Linked DNA regions of Mus musculus: regions 2, 3 and 4 are each linked to region 1. A link is a contact called in public Hi-C and HiChIP or PLAC-seq data. All regions are on one chromosome and are shown on one strand. Each heading gives the region's core, a stretch centred on a gene start, on an enhancer-like site or on the middle of the called end of the contact. The rest is flanking DNA. Distances are from core to core; before and after follow the strand shown.

Region 1 (2,854 bases), core at 183-2,682:
CCCAAAAGGCCAACCTTCTAAAGAATCAGCGCTGAACACGAACAACAGTGAATACTCAACACCTGCTCCTTTAGTTAATAGTCCATAAAAAATGGTTTTATGATATTTTACACAAAATTATAGATGAGTCAGTCTATGTACTGACAATATTCATTAGCATAATACCCCACACCACACACATTACAATAGTAAATGCTTGCTTGAGAATAAGTTCACAGACAGCTTAAATGCAGAATCAGTAAGTAACCAGTTCCCTACTGTGTGCAAATTAATTCCCTACTTAATGCTCACAGCAATAGGAAAACACAGGAGCTTGGCCACTTTAGGAAGGGACTTTAAACCTAACTGGTGAAAGACATATGAATAAAATAGATCGCTGGGCCCCTAGGCACATCCTAAGGAAGATGCTAACAGAATAAAACTGGCAATTAGTGAACATTACACATTGTGTTCCATTCGTTCTGCGTGAAAATCAAACAGAAAAGCGCTCGAGAAGTCCATAGTGCAGTCCTCATTGTGACATGTCCTGAAAGGAACGTAAATCATTTTCTTTAACAGCACTGAGCTTGTTTGTTTTGTCGGATTGCCCACTCTAGTTCTTGAGAAATAATGACCACAGCTCCTCCAACGGCCTGCAGCGTTCTCTAAGGTTCCATGGGAGAGCTTTCCAGATGAGATTTAAACAAGCTGAGGTTTAAACACAACGTGGTAGCCAAGGCTGCCATTTTAACCTTTTAAATAATACTTTTTCGCTAGCATGCTATCACAATACTATCATAATGTTTAATAAACAAAACCTCAGCAGAGCTTTATGCTAGCTAGTGCTGGGTGCATTGACTTGGCATTTCCAACTTGACTCAGGTTTCAGTTGATCTCAGGAGGAAGATTTCTCCTACAGCCAGGGTACCCACAAGACAACAAGGTGATTGCTGAGACCTCCCATTCGCAAATACATCTCATGCTGATCACAATTTGTTTCATGATGTATAAAGAGACGAAAATAATACAAAAACAAATAAGATGATAAATACTCCATACAAATCATGTCCCAGCGGGTCTCATTTCACGTCTTCTGATTACAGCATTGGTTCGTTCGGTTTATCGGCTTTGTGATGAGTGAATTTGTTGAAACTGAACTCATGAAGTTACTTCTACTGCTAACATACCTTCTACCCGAATACAGCGTAGTGTTATGAGATATTTTTTGAAGGGAATTTCTGGACAACTAAATTCCACTGGGAAAGTTGTTCTGCGAAATCCTTTCTAGATCAACAAGATTATGCGTCTCTGAGAAAGGCTCCAGTCTACAACAGAAACACCGAACCATCCTAGGGTTTCTAGCCTATCGAGCACTCTTCACACCAGTAGGGCCACCAGCAGAGTCAGCCTAGGGTGCAGTATGGTCTTCCTCTTCCCACTGGGTTTTGCACAACACCTGCGAGTTAATCAGGATGTTTTGGGGTGTGCCTGCACTTCTCTGTCAACATCTCAGCTTTGGGCAGATGCCAGCCTGTAAGAGATTTTCATCTTGAGGCCGCTTCCTTTCTTGCAACACTGGTTGGACTGTTGCCAAAATCATCAAGCTACCGAGGGAACATCCCTTTTTACTTACTCCCATCCATTTCTGGATCAAAGAACCAGCCCTGAGTGCTACGACTGAAGATAGGCTTTTTTCCCCCACTCCTTCTTATTAATTACTCAACTAAAACAATCCTCACTAATCTCATTAGTCCCTTCTTTTTGACATGTTACTATCTCAGTACTGAGTTCATCTCAAGGATTTCTGCTTTGGTTTTGTTTGTTTGTTTTGCTTTTCGATTAAAGAAGAACGGAATGATTTAGGGCTACAATAATACTTATCATTCTATGAATATTCAGGTCTTTGTTTCTACATAGAAATAACAATGCAATTTCAATGCCTAATGACTATGGCAGTTTGTGTGTGTGTATGTGTGTGTGTGTGTGTGTGTGTGTTTGTGTGTGTGTGTGTGTGTGTGTGTGTGTGTGTGTGTATACCCACGGAGGCTAGAGATGGACATTGTAATTTTGCTACTCTTATGAATCATAATGTATATATGTGACATGCAGGGTATCTGATATGTGACCCCCATGAAAGGGTCATTAGACTCTAAAGGGGGTTGCAATCCATAGGTCAAGAACCTCTGTTTTACGCCATACTTTTGAAACAAGATCTCTCACCAATCTTGGGGCTCCATGATTTGGAACCCAAAAGTTCCAGGTCCCTTCCTCTTCCCATCCTAGTCGCTGGTTCCTGGCACTCTGATCACAGTCACAATCTATTTACCCAGCTTTATACGTGGGTGCCAGGAAGCTGAACTCAAGTTCTCATGCTTGCCAAGGCTAGCACTCTGCTAACTGGATTCTCCATTCCTCATTGCAGCATTTGTAAATATTAATCTCCACACATGCCGTGTATTTACTGACGCCAATGTAATGAAAATTGAAGCAACAGTGAGAATGGCCAAACCCCAACACACTGACAACTATAAATTGCTACAAAAGTGTGGACCACAAGAACTCATTTATTGTTGGGACAATACAAAATAGTACCATCATGGTAGAAGACAGTTTGGCAGCTTCGTGCAAAACACAAACTGTATGATACACCAGTCACTCTTTGGTGCTCAGTAAATGGAGTTGAAAACGTGTGTTCATGCAGGAACCTGAGTATGAATGTTCCACACTCAGTGGAACAAAGCTTAGATGCAGTCCCTCATCAGTGAATAGATAAATTCTGATACATAGAGTGGGGATTTACTCAGTTGTTTTAAAAAAAAAATGAGCCAATACCAAGCTTAGAATGCAGTTCAGTGGGAGAGTTCTTGCCTAGCAT
Region 2 (2,984 bases), core at 322-2,821, 130 kb before region 1:
CCACCAACACTGGGGTCAGAGTAAGGAGAATCACAACATGCAACAAAGGAAAGACACTTGAAGCCATTGAGAAGCTTCTTCTGGGAAGCTCAGAGCTCATTCAAGATTTGACCGCTTTTGCCAGATTACAAGAAGTTCCACTGGACGCGGAATAATAACTGGTTACTTTTAATTTGTGAGAAGATTGAAGGTCAAAGAAAGTGAAGGATCTAAGCACAGGAGTAACAGAGCAAATAAACCCAGATGGAAATTCTCGTCTTCATGTCAGCTCTGCAACAAACGGTTAATGCCTTGATGTGTTGCCATGGAAACAAGACCCCTATGTCAGGTTGACATTGATTCTAGCAATGGAGAAAGTGCCTTGCATTCTCTTCAACCTTGATTGTATTTCATTCAGAAAAAAAAAAATCTTCATTTTAAGAGATCAGCCCCATATCCTACGAGGACCAAAATACCAATACGGGCAATATGGTAATGTGAAATTCCATTACTGAAAATTTGCAAATTCATTTGTATCACATCTTATTTAATATGGCTTAAAAATGAAAAATTAAAGCCAGGCATGATGGGGCACCCCCTTAACCCCAGCACTCAGGAGACAGAGGAAAGTGGATCTCTTGAGATCATAGTAACAAGAGCTACACAGCAACACCCTGAATCAAAACAAAGAACAAAAGTAAGAATTAAAATATATATAACAAAAAGCAGGAACTACAAAGTCTTCACTAACATTATGCCCTTAGAATTTCCTTCCCTTAAAATATAGCTCAGAAGGGGTCTCTCTAGTGAAGAATTGATGAATAAATGTGTCTTTGCCACATTTAAAAAAAAAAAGGCTGTGAAATGATCAGACTAACAAAACAGGCTAGGCTTGAATGCTGGCCCTGTATCCTTAATCTATGGCCCTAATTCTGGGGATGGAGATACAGATCAGTGACTCAAACCATGCTTAGTATACACAAGGACCTAGATTTAACCCTTGGAACATTTGAACCTAAGTGAATCTATAGTTTCCTATGCCTCCATTTCTCACTGGTAACATAAAGACAATAGGACTTCCTACCTAGTAGGATATTCATGAAGATTAAGTAAGCTAAAACACAGAAATCGCTCTGAGTCTTGGACTCTCCACACTTTAGCTGTCCAAGTCTTTGTTGTAAAGCCAATTACTTTAGAATAGTTATAATTACTTGAAAACTCAAAGAACACCTAATATTGTTTTTAGATGCCCTGTAATTTAAGTAGGTTTGTTTTTTTCCTCCTTTCTGTTTTCTTTTGGGGTGGGAGAAGGGAAAACCTTAAACATAGCTCTGCAAGCACAAAAAGAACACACTTTTATCATCCTATGGGTCACTGAGAGAACAATGTTCCCAGAATGAGGTTGGACTCGCTGAGGAGGGTTTCTGCGGCCCTTTGCTTGGGTTTTCTAGGTCCCGTGCAAAGCATTCTGTTGTATCTGATCACAGCTCAGGCCCAGCTCGAGCGGAAGAACCACCGAGTGATGAGCTGGCTGCCAGGCCCTTTCACTTTAATTGTGGAGCTGGACTAGAAATTACCTAGCAACCACTTGAGTAAATGATAGGGAAAACTTGACAGAGTGGTTTCGCAATCGTAATCAGGCAAACATCTTTACGGTCCCTCTCCTGGCCGTATTTCCGGAGCCCTGTTCATCTGCAAGTCATCAGAATAAGCAGGTCCAATGAAGACTAACAGTGACACAAACACCTCAGAGGGAAGATGCTGAGAAAACACTTGGTCACAAAGACCTTGGGAAAGTAGCCTGCACGTTCGTCGGCGCCTACAAAGACATAGACAGCATTCCATAATGGGATGTCGTGGATGAGAAGTTTTTGTCGTGACACAGAATCAGCATCTTGGACAGATGTAACTGATCCTTAAGAATGCCACTTGAATATTCCTTCTCTTTGCCAGCCACCCAGTGACATGGTTCGGGGTTGGTTCTACCTTGCCCATCTAACTCTCTAAGTGCGTACAGTTGGAAAGTTCTAGGAAGCTGAGCTCAATCCCAGGCACTTCCCTTATAGGCGTGCAGAGACCACAGCATAAACACTTGCGGGAGCAAATTCCAAGTTGCCAAAAGATGATTTAACTACCCCAAATCTATTTACCGAGCAGCAACTAAGTAATGTACATTGGGTTTTGTGCTCAGAGTACAGAATTAAATCAATTTAAGTCCTTGCATTCAATAGCACGTTGCCAGAAGAGACGGCGCTAATGGAAATATAATAAAGCAACATGAAGCCTTTCTGCGTAAGAACGGGGTGCTGTGTGAGTACACAGCTAGCAGTTATAGTACTTAATACTTCTTTCGATATAGCTTTCTGCACATATTGACTTTTCCAAATCTCTTGAGAGCCCTAAAAGAAAACTGGGTGCACAGTGCTTAAGTGACTTACGGTCTTTTGCTATTGCCATCTTAGGACAAATGAGTTACATACTAGGAGAATTAAGGTTTTCTGGAAGGAGACCCAACATGCCATGCTGCTTGAGAAGTGAGTTCGACTCCATTAGACATCACGGAGGAAGAGAACCCCGGGAGAAGAAGGAAGCACACCCCAATATGGACACCATTAACCCTGGCAAGAGTGCTTCAGCAACAGGAATTCTACTTCCGTGTCCTCTTCTACGGCTGTGGAAGCTACAGAGCCAAGAGGTCATCCTCCTTCAGACTACCACTTGTCCTACCACAGACCCCACTTTCTAATCCAGGACCCCAGTAGTTGCCACTTCAGTGGCCTGAGGCCCCATGTGGAATGTCTTAAGACCTCATATTAACCTAGTAGGAGTAAAATGGGGTGCTGTCTACTCATAAAGAATGACCTCTACAGGGATGTGATGCCAACGGCCCCTGGAGGCGCAGGTTCAATACCCACAGACCCACATGCAAATCCTTTTGAGGGGCTGTACAGAGATGGGGTAGAAAGCTAAGGCTGGTGAGTATTCTCTATACTCTCCTAGGTTCT
Region 3 (2,872 bases), core at 148-2,647, 160 kb after region 1:
AAGTATTTTGTTTAAGGAAATCCACCCAAACAGGGCGCCAAGGAGCCTGTGGCTGGGAGAGGGGAAGCGGATTCTGCCTTTAATGAGCGCCATCACGAGCAATAACTAGGAACTAAAGCCTCCAGTTCTTCGGTTGCAAAGTGGACATGATATAATAATACCTGCCCTTCTCTCTCGCACCTTCTTCTGGGTGCAATACATGAGATTATAAATGCACACCTCTCTTTTTTTTTTCCAGTGCTGAAATATTAAGGAAATCTTTGCCCTGATCATTAAGGCAACAGTTGGCCCCGGGTAGGGGAACGGGCCAGCAGGGCTTGGGGCCATTAGCTAAGACTGGTGTTTGGAGAGAAAGCAATGAAAAGCCTCACAGCAGATGTGGATACTCGCTGGTCTCTCACTTGGTGACCCCCATACATCTCCCAGGCGACATGAATGTTACTGGGCCCAATTAGCATTACCCTTTCACATAACATTCAAATTCCTGGACTTCCGAGGGCAGCCGGCCATGGCCATATAAGGGAGGAACGGAAAAGCACAGATAAGAGGAAAGGAATGGAGAAAGCAAAAGGTTACAGGGGGCGGGGGAAGGAGGGTTTTACATTCCCCCACACAAAGAACAAGATGTTGCCCCAAATTCTGTTTTCTGGAGGGAAAGAATTAACAAAAGAACTTCTACCAAGAGGCAGGCCATTCTCTGTGCCACTACGAGCATGTGTGGTGGGGTCTAGTTGCTATTACTATGGCTAATTTGTTTCTACTTACAGGGTATGTTGTTGTGTGGTTTTCTTCTCTTGTTCAGTTCATCTTTCACGGCCTCTGCCATTTTCACTATGCACAGTTAGTCATACCAAATCCACTTTATGCCCTAAAAACGTATCCCTGCCTTGACACAAAGCAGAGCTCTGTACATCAGGGCTCTTGCCTCCACCAAAATAGATTTCTACAATTCATTTTCATGCTGACAATGTGCATGCAAAGACAGGAAGGCACAGAAAATCAAATTGCTCAAGATTTTAAGTCAGGAAGAAGAATCATTTTAAGCACCCCCCATCCCTCTCCAGACCCCCACCCCCACCCCCACCCCCACTAACGTTTCTGGTAATTTAAAGGCTCCAGAAAACTTAAGCAGAACACTTCTCAAATAAAAATAAAAATGCTTTGACGTGTACCAACAAAGGGAGGGAGAAAGGGTGTCAAAAGTGGGCCGGCTGACAGCTCTCCTGACAAGGAAACCCTGAACCCTATTTTTAAACCTATCTGTGTAATTTAGGAGAGAAGTCACCATGTCTCCTGATAAAGCCTTTGGAGGCGGCTGGAGGATAAGTGTGCGGTTCTGAGAAAGGCAGCGCCGCCCACACTGAGAAGGCAGAGCCTCGCTCGAGCTTCTGTCTTTTAGCAGAACCAAAAAGAAAGAAAGAAAAGTGCATTTCCTGGGGGTGCGGCAGGAGGGGACAGGAAGATGGAAGCAACTACCAAAAGAAAAAAGACACAGAAGGCCCCAGATCTGAAAATGGGGTAAGCACCCACCCCCACCCCACCCCACCCCCACATCATTACTGATAACAAGTCAAAGACGAGCACCTCGAGGGGATTAGGTGAATGGCATGGAGAGAATTTGCTCATGACTCAAGGCCTATGGAGTACCGTTATTTCAAGTAACTCCATGGAGAGGTGGGACAGATAGGGGAGCTGCTTCGCCTCCGTGTAACAGTGAGGAGGAGCAGAAATAAGGAGGCGAGATGATTTGGTACAGGGATGAGGGCGGCCCTTAACTCCCAGCTGTTTGCAATGGAGCTGATGATGCTGTACCTTTTGAGTATTGCCATTAAATAACAGTGCCAAGTAAGCGTTCCTTAACACCACCATAGTGAAAGGCTTGTCCCGAGGTCCATGAGACCTTGAGTCTGTGAAGAAGGTAGCCACCAAACAAGGCACTAGACACAGTGTCTTGCGGGGGTGTGGAGAACAAAGAAATAAGTGGGCTTCCTGCCTCCTTCAGCTTCTGATTAGACTAATACCTGGTCTCGACTTGTAAGCTGACTATGACCAGTCTACGCTCCTCAACCCCCAACCCCCTCTACTGGCATGCACATTAGTGCGCGCATGCGCAAGAGCGCAAACACGCCCCAGGCTATAGCCAAGAGCACAGCAGCCAGCTCTGGATGGTTGACCCTGACACAGGCCCCAAAGGGCAATGATGTGACCGAATGAATGGAGTCTCTTATTAAAAATTAATTTCTGTCAAGCCAGATTACATGTGAACACAGCCTCTTTGTGATCGCCACCGTGATTTCTGGAAACAAACATAGGCCCTACTGTTGCCAAAAGCAAGGCCAGCTTAGGACAGTCTTGAGTCTTGATTGGCCAACACAGCAACAGGTTCCCCAAGGCTCACAAAGGCATTTGTCCCGTGGAGGACAGAGAGCTGCCTCTTCTATTTCTCCTCCTGCCCTGCACCCACTGCCTAGTTAGAGACTGCAAAGCTTGCTTCAGAGTGGTCTTGTCGCCTGAGAGCTTAAGCTTTCCCCTGAGAAGACAGAAGGATCATAGCATCATTGCCCTAAGTTCAGGGCTGACACTGGGGAAACAAAAGAGATAGCATGTGTAGCCCTTGAAATGCAGAAGGCAGGCCCTGCAAGGACAATTATTCTGTCTCCTACCACCCCACTCCTGGGCACCTTACCTGGGACATTAGCTTCTGTAAAGTTGCTCCTCAGTTTAGCCCATTAGACCCAGAGTGGTGTGAGCAGTTTAACGTGTTATTTTCTTGTGGCACAGGGTGGAAGGAAACAGAGATCTGGGATTAAAACACTGTCGAGCAAATGCACAGATCTCATGCATCCATAAATGCAATCTTTGATTTCTCCAT
Region 4 (2,983 bases), core at 442-2,941, 160 kb before region 1:
TCACCCTCGTGCTAACCCCCTTGACAGAAAGAGTAGATTCAGGTGCGGTAGTGGTTTGACTGAGACTGGCTCCCATAGGCTCATATGTCTGAATGTTTGGATTCCGGCTGCTGGACTGTTTACAAACTATTAGGAGGTATAGCCTTGCTGGAAGAGGTGTGTCACTGGGAGTGGACTTCTGGGTGTTAAACGCCCATGCCAGGACCAGTCTCACTCTCTCTGCCTCCCCCCGGAGTTTGAAATATAAGCTCTTAGCTATTGCTTCTACACTGTGCCTGCCTGGCACTGTGCTTCCTGCCATGCTAAGCATGGATTAAATCCCTAACCCTGTAACCAAGCCCCTGCCCCTTATTAAATGCCATTTTTAAAACTTGCCTTGGTTACAGTCTCTCTTCACAGAAATAGAACAATAAGACAAATCTCATTGCCTTATTTTAGATACACGAAAAATCTTGTTTGGGGGAAGTTGAGTCAGCTATATGGCAAGTGCGGCCAGGGCAAGCACTTGAGCTTTAAAATGTAATCTGGGACCCTCTCCGGTTTGCACTGTCACCCTAGGCGTGTGAGAGATTTAAAAGAGAGAAGAGCATAGGTTTAGGTGAAAAGAAACTTGATTTAATCTAAAGACCCGGTGACAACAGCAGGTTAGATAATGTTCTTGATTCTCAGTTTTCCCATTTGTAAAATAACACTCAGAGATACTCTGCACTATTTATTTGATGACATTACTTGTCTCTCAAGAATAATGGGAATATGGCATTAAAATACAGGCCCTGACATGCACATACTTAGATTCACCATGCCTGGGTATCACTGCTAATTTCAGGGCTACCCTCAGCTCTTCCTCACAGACAAATTGGATATATATTTTTAACTTGCCAAAAATCACTGAGTCTTGGCTCAATTAAACTAGTACATCCAATGTGAGGAGGGATTCCAAGGAAAGCGCGGCATTCCCTTCTCTCCTGTGAATACAACAGATTTGTAAGCCTTCCTTTGCTTTCTTGAGTCCCAAACAGAAACCGGCACAAAGGTCAGTTCTGTCTATTAGAGACATAAGAAAAGGCAATTAACTTTAGGGACCCTTGCTGAGGAATCGCAATCATGTTCAAATGTTCATTTGGATCTACCCAGCCAAGACTCACAAGAACAGAGTGCCTCCAAATTGAACACAGAGCCCCCCAAAATGCTAGGCAAACCCATCTGTTATTAGACGCGTTCTCACGCCCGGCCAGGAAAGATGCAACAGACCAGAATCTTCTGCGGCAAAACTTTATTGCTTACATCTTTGGGAGCCAGGAGAGCAAGCGCCCAGCGCCCAGCCCCAAAAACGAAAGCCCCTCCAAATAATTTTTAGGAGCCAGAGCTCCGGCGCGCCAAAGCGCAGAGCGTGCTCTATTGTTTACATCTTTAGGCAGCGAGCGAGCGCAGGGCGCGCAGAGCCAGAGAGATGCCAGCGAGAGAGAATGGCGGAAAACCCCGTCCCCTTTAAGGAGGAGTGACCCTTCACTTAGGACGCATCACTCCCTGATTGGCTGCAGCCCATGGCCGAGCTGACGTTCACGGGAAAAGCAGAGTACAAGTAGTCGTAAATACCCTTGGCACATGCGCAGATTATTTGTTTACCACTTAGAACACAGGATGTCAACGCCATCTTGTGACGGCGAATGTGGGGGCGGCTCCCAACACCCATCTGTGCTCCTTTAAAACTACAATGGTGCTTATAATCTCTCAAAGGAGCTGTCATGGCTCTGCTCAATACCACTGTCTTTAGTAAGCGATAGTCATGTTTAGAAAGAGAAGGGCCAGTTAATGTGTTTTCTTGTGAGCCTCTGTTTACTGGTATATCTTTGACATTCGTAAAAAGGAATTTGAGAGGAAAATACTCTTTACCTTATGGGATACTGGTCTTCTAAAGTTCTATTCTTTGATGGCTTCGTGTGTGTGTGTGTGTGTGTGTGTGTGTGTGTGTGTGTGTGTGTGTGTAAAATGTATTCCAGGAAATGTTTGTTCTTCATTTTGTGAGTAAAGAATCCTCCCACATGTTTGTTGTGACCTAATATTAATACATCATCTTAACCTATCTGATATCTCTGCTAAGTTTTAACATGCCTATAATTTATGAAAGGGTGAATTAAATTTTAAAAATCTGTTGATTTGCCTGCCTATCCCTGGAGTTCCATTAAGTTGCAAGGCATCCGTATGGTCATTGTATTAGGGTTTCTATTTCTGTGAAGAGACACTATGACCACAGCAACTCTTATAAAGGAAAACATGTCATTGGGGCTGGCTTACTTTTCAGAAGTTTAGTCCATTGTCATCATGGCAGGAAGCATGGCAGCATGCAGGCAGACACAGTGCTGAGGAAGTGGGTGAGAGTTCTACATCTGTATTCAAAGTCAGCGTGAACAGAGAGTGACATAGGGCCTGGCTTGAGCACCTAAAGCTAGTGACATACTGTATTGGCTGGTTTTGTGTGTCAACCTGAGAAAGCTGGAGTTATCACAGCGAAAGGAGCCTCCCTTGAGGAAATGCCTCCATGAGATCCAGCTGTAAGGCATTTTCTCAATTAGTAATCAAGCGTGGGAGGGTCCACAGTGGGTGGTGCCATCCCTGGGCTGATGGTCCTGGATTCTATAAGAAAGCAAGCTGAGCAAGCCAGTAAGAAACATCCCTCCATGGCCTCTGATTCTGCCTCCAAGTTCCTGCCCTGTGTGAGTTCCTGTCCTGACTTTCTTTGGTGATGAACAGCAGTGTGGAAGTATAAACTGAATAAACCCTTTCCTCCAGTAGTGGCTATTCCTGGTTGTCAACTTAACTATATTTGGAATGAACTACAATCCAGAATTGGAAGGCTCACCAGTGACCCTTATCTGGAGGCTGGGAGATAGAAGTTTCTGATCTGGATCTTGGTATGGAGACCTTGAGGCATAGTGGCTACAGATCCCAGAAGATTAAATCTCCGAGTTCAAGGTCATCTGGG

The links. A called contact is a pair of places that touch in the nucleus more often than the background predicts. HiChIP or PLAC-seq counts read pairs in DNA pulled down with a chosen protein or histone mark.
Region 2: a contact with region 1 is called in a Hi-C map of the N1E-115 cell line, with 3 times the contacts expected there. The contact joins two enhancer-like sites. A contact is called at or near these places in 14 of 39 promoter capture datasets (the 3T3-L1 cell line, 3T3-L1-derived adipocytes, the C10 cell line and 8 more), 2 of 15 datasets of contacts at CTCF or cohesin (CD8 T cells and pro-B cells), 18 of 484 Hi-C or Micro-C datasets (the N1E-115 cell line, Th1 cells, bone marrow-derived macrophages and 10 more) and 4 of 115 datasets of contacts at active chromatin or transcription factors (CD8 T cells, bone marrow-derived macrophages, fibro-adipogenic progenitors and 1 more).
Region 3: a Hi-C map of the N1E-115 cell line shows a contact between it and region 1, with 2.6 times the contacts expected there. The contact joins two enhancer-like sites. A contact is called at or near these places in 7 of 39 promoter capture datasets (the C10 cell line, HPC-7-derived erythroid cells, cranial neural crest and 2 more), 1 of 15 datasets of contacts at CTCF or cohesin (the NIH/3T3 cell line), 11 of 484 Hi-C or Micro-C datasets (the AML12 cell line, the C10 cell line, the N1E-115 cell line and 7 more) and 10 of 115 datasets of contacts at active chromatin or transcription factors (the 230-238 cell line, CD8 T cells, bone marrow-derived macrophages and 5 more).
Region 4: a contact with region 1 is called in an H3K27ac HiChIP or PLAC-seq map of microglia, with 4 times the contacts expected there. The contact joins two enhancer-like sites. A contact is called at or near these places in 3 of 39 promoter capture datasets (the C10 cell line, liver and pre-B cells) and 2 of 115 datasets of contacts at active chromatin or transcription factors (CD8 T cells and microglia).

The regions. Positions count from the first base shown.
Region 1 is chr10:99,439,874-99,442,727 of GRCm38.p6, reverse strand. No RefSeq gene overlaps it. Among named protein-coding and RNA genes, the nearest start is that of Gm34983, 18 kb to the left of the region's middle. Within about 2 kb of position 1,432, at least 73 of the 459 cell types and tissues checked have an H3K27ac peak or open chromatin away from gene starts, as enhancers often do. A contact at or near this core is called in the N1E-115 cell line, double positive thymocytes, liver and 2 more, where this site is marked.
Region 2 is chr10:99,572,813-99,575,796 of GRCm38.p6, reverse strand. No RefSeq gene overlaps it. Among named protein-coding and RNA genes, the nearest start is that of Gm20110, 35 kb to the left of the region's middle. Within about 2 kb of position 1,571, at least 13 of the 459 cell types and tissues checked have an H3K27ac peak or open chromatin away from gene starts, as enhancers often do. A contact at or near this core is called in the N1E-115 cell line, double positive thymocytes and pro-B cells, where this site is marked.
Region 3 is chr10:99,283,551-99,286,422 of GRCm38.p6, reverse strand. No RefSeq gene overlaps it. Among named protein-coding and RNA genes, the nearest start is that of Gm34921, 14 kb to the right of the region's middle. Within about 2 kb of position 1,397, at least 84 of the 459 cell types and tissues checked have an H3K27ac peak or open chromatin away from gene starts, as enhancers often do. A contact at or near this core is called in the N1E-115 cell line and liver, where this site is marked.
Region 4 is chr10:99,598,264-99,601,246 of GRCm38.p6, reverse strand. No RefSeq gene overlaps it. Among named protein-coding and RNA genes, the nearest start is that of Gm20110, 9.4 kb to the left of the region's middle. Within about 2 kb of position 1,691, at least 65 of the 459 cell types and tissues checked have an H3K27ac peak or open chromatin away from gene starts, as enhancers often do. A contact at or near this core is called in microglia, where this site is marked.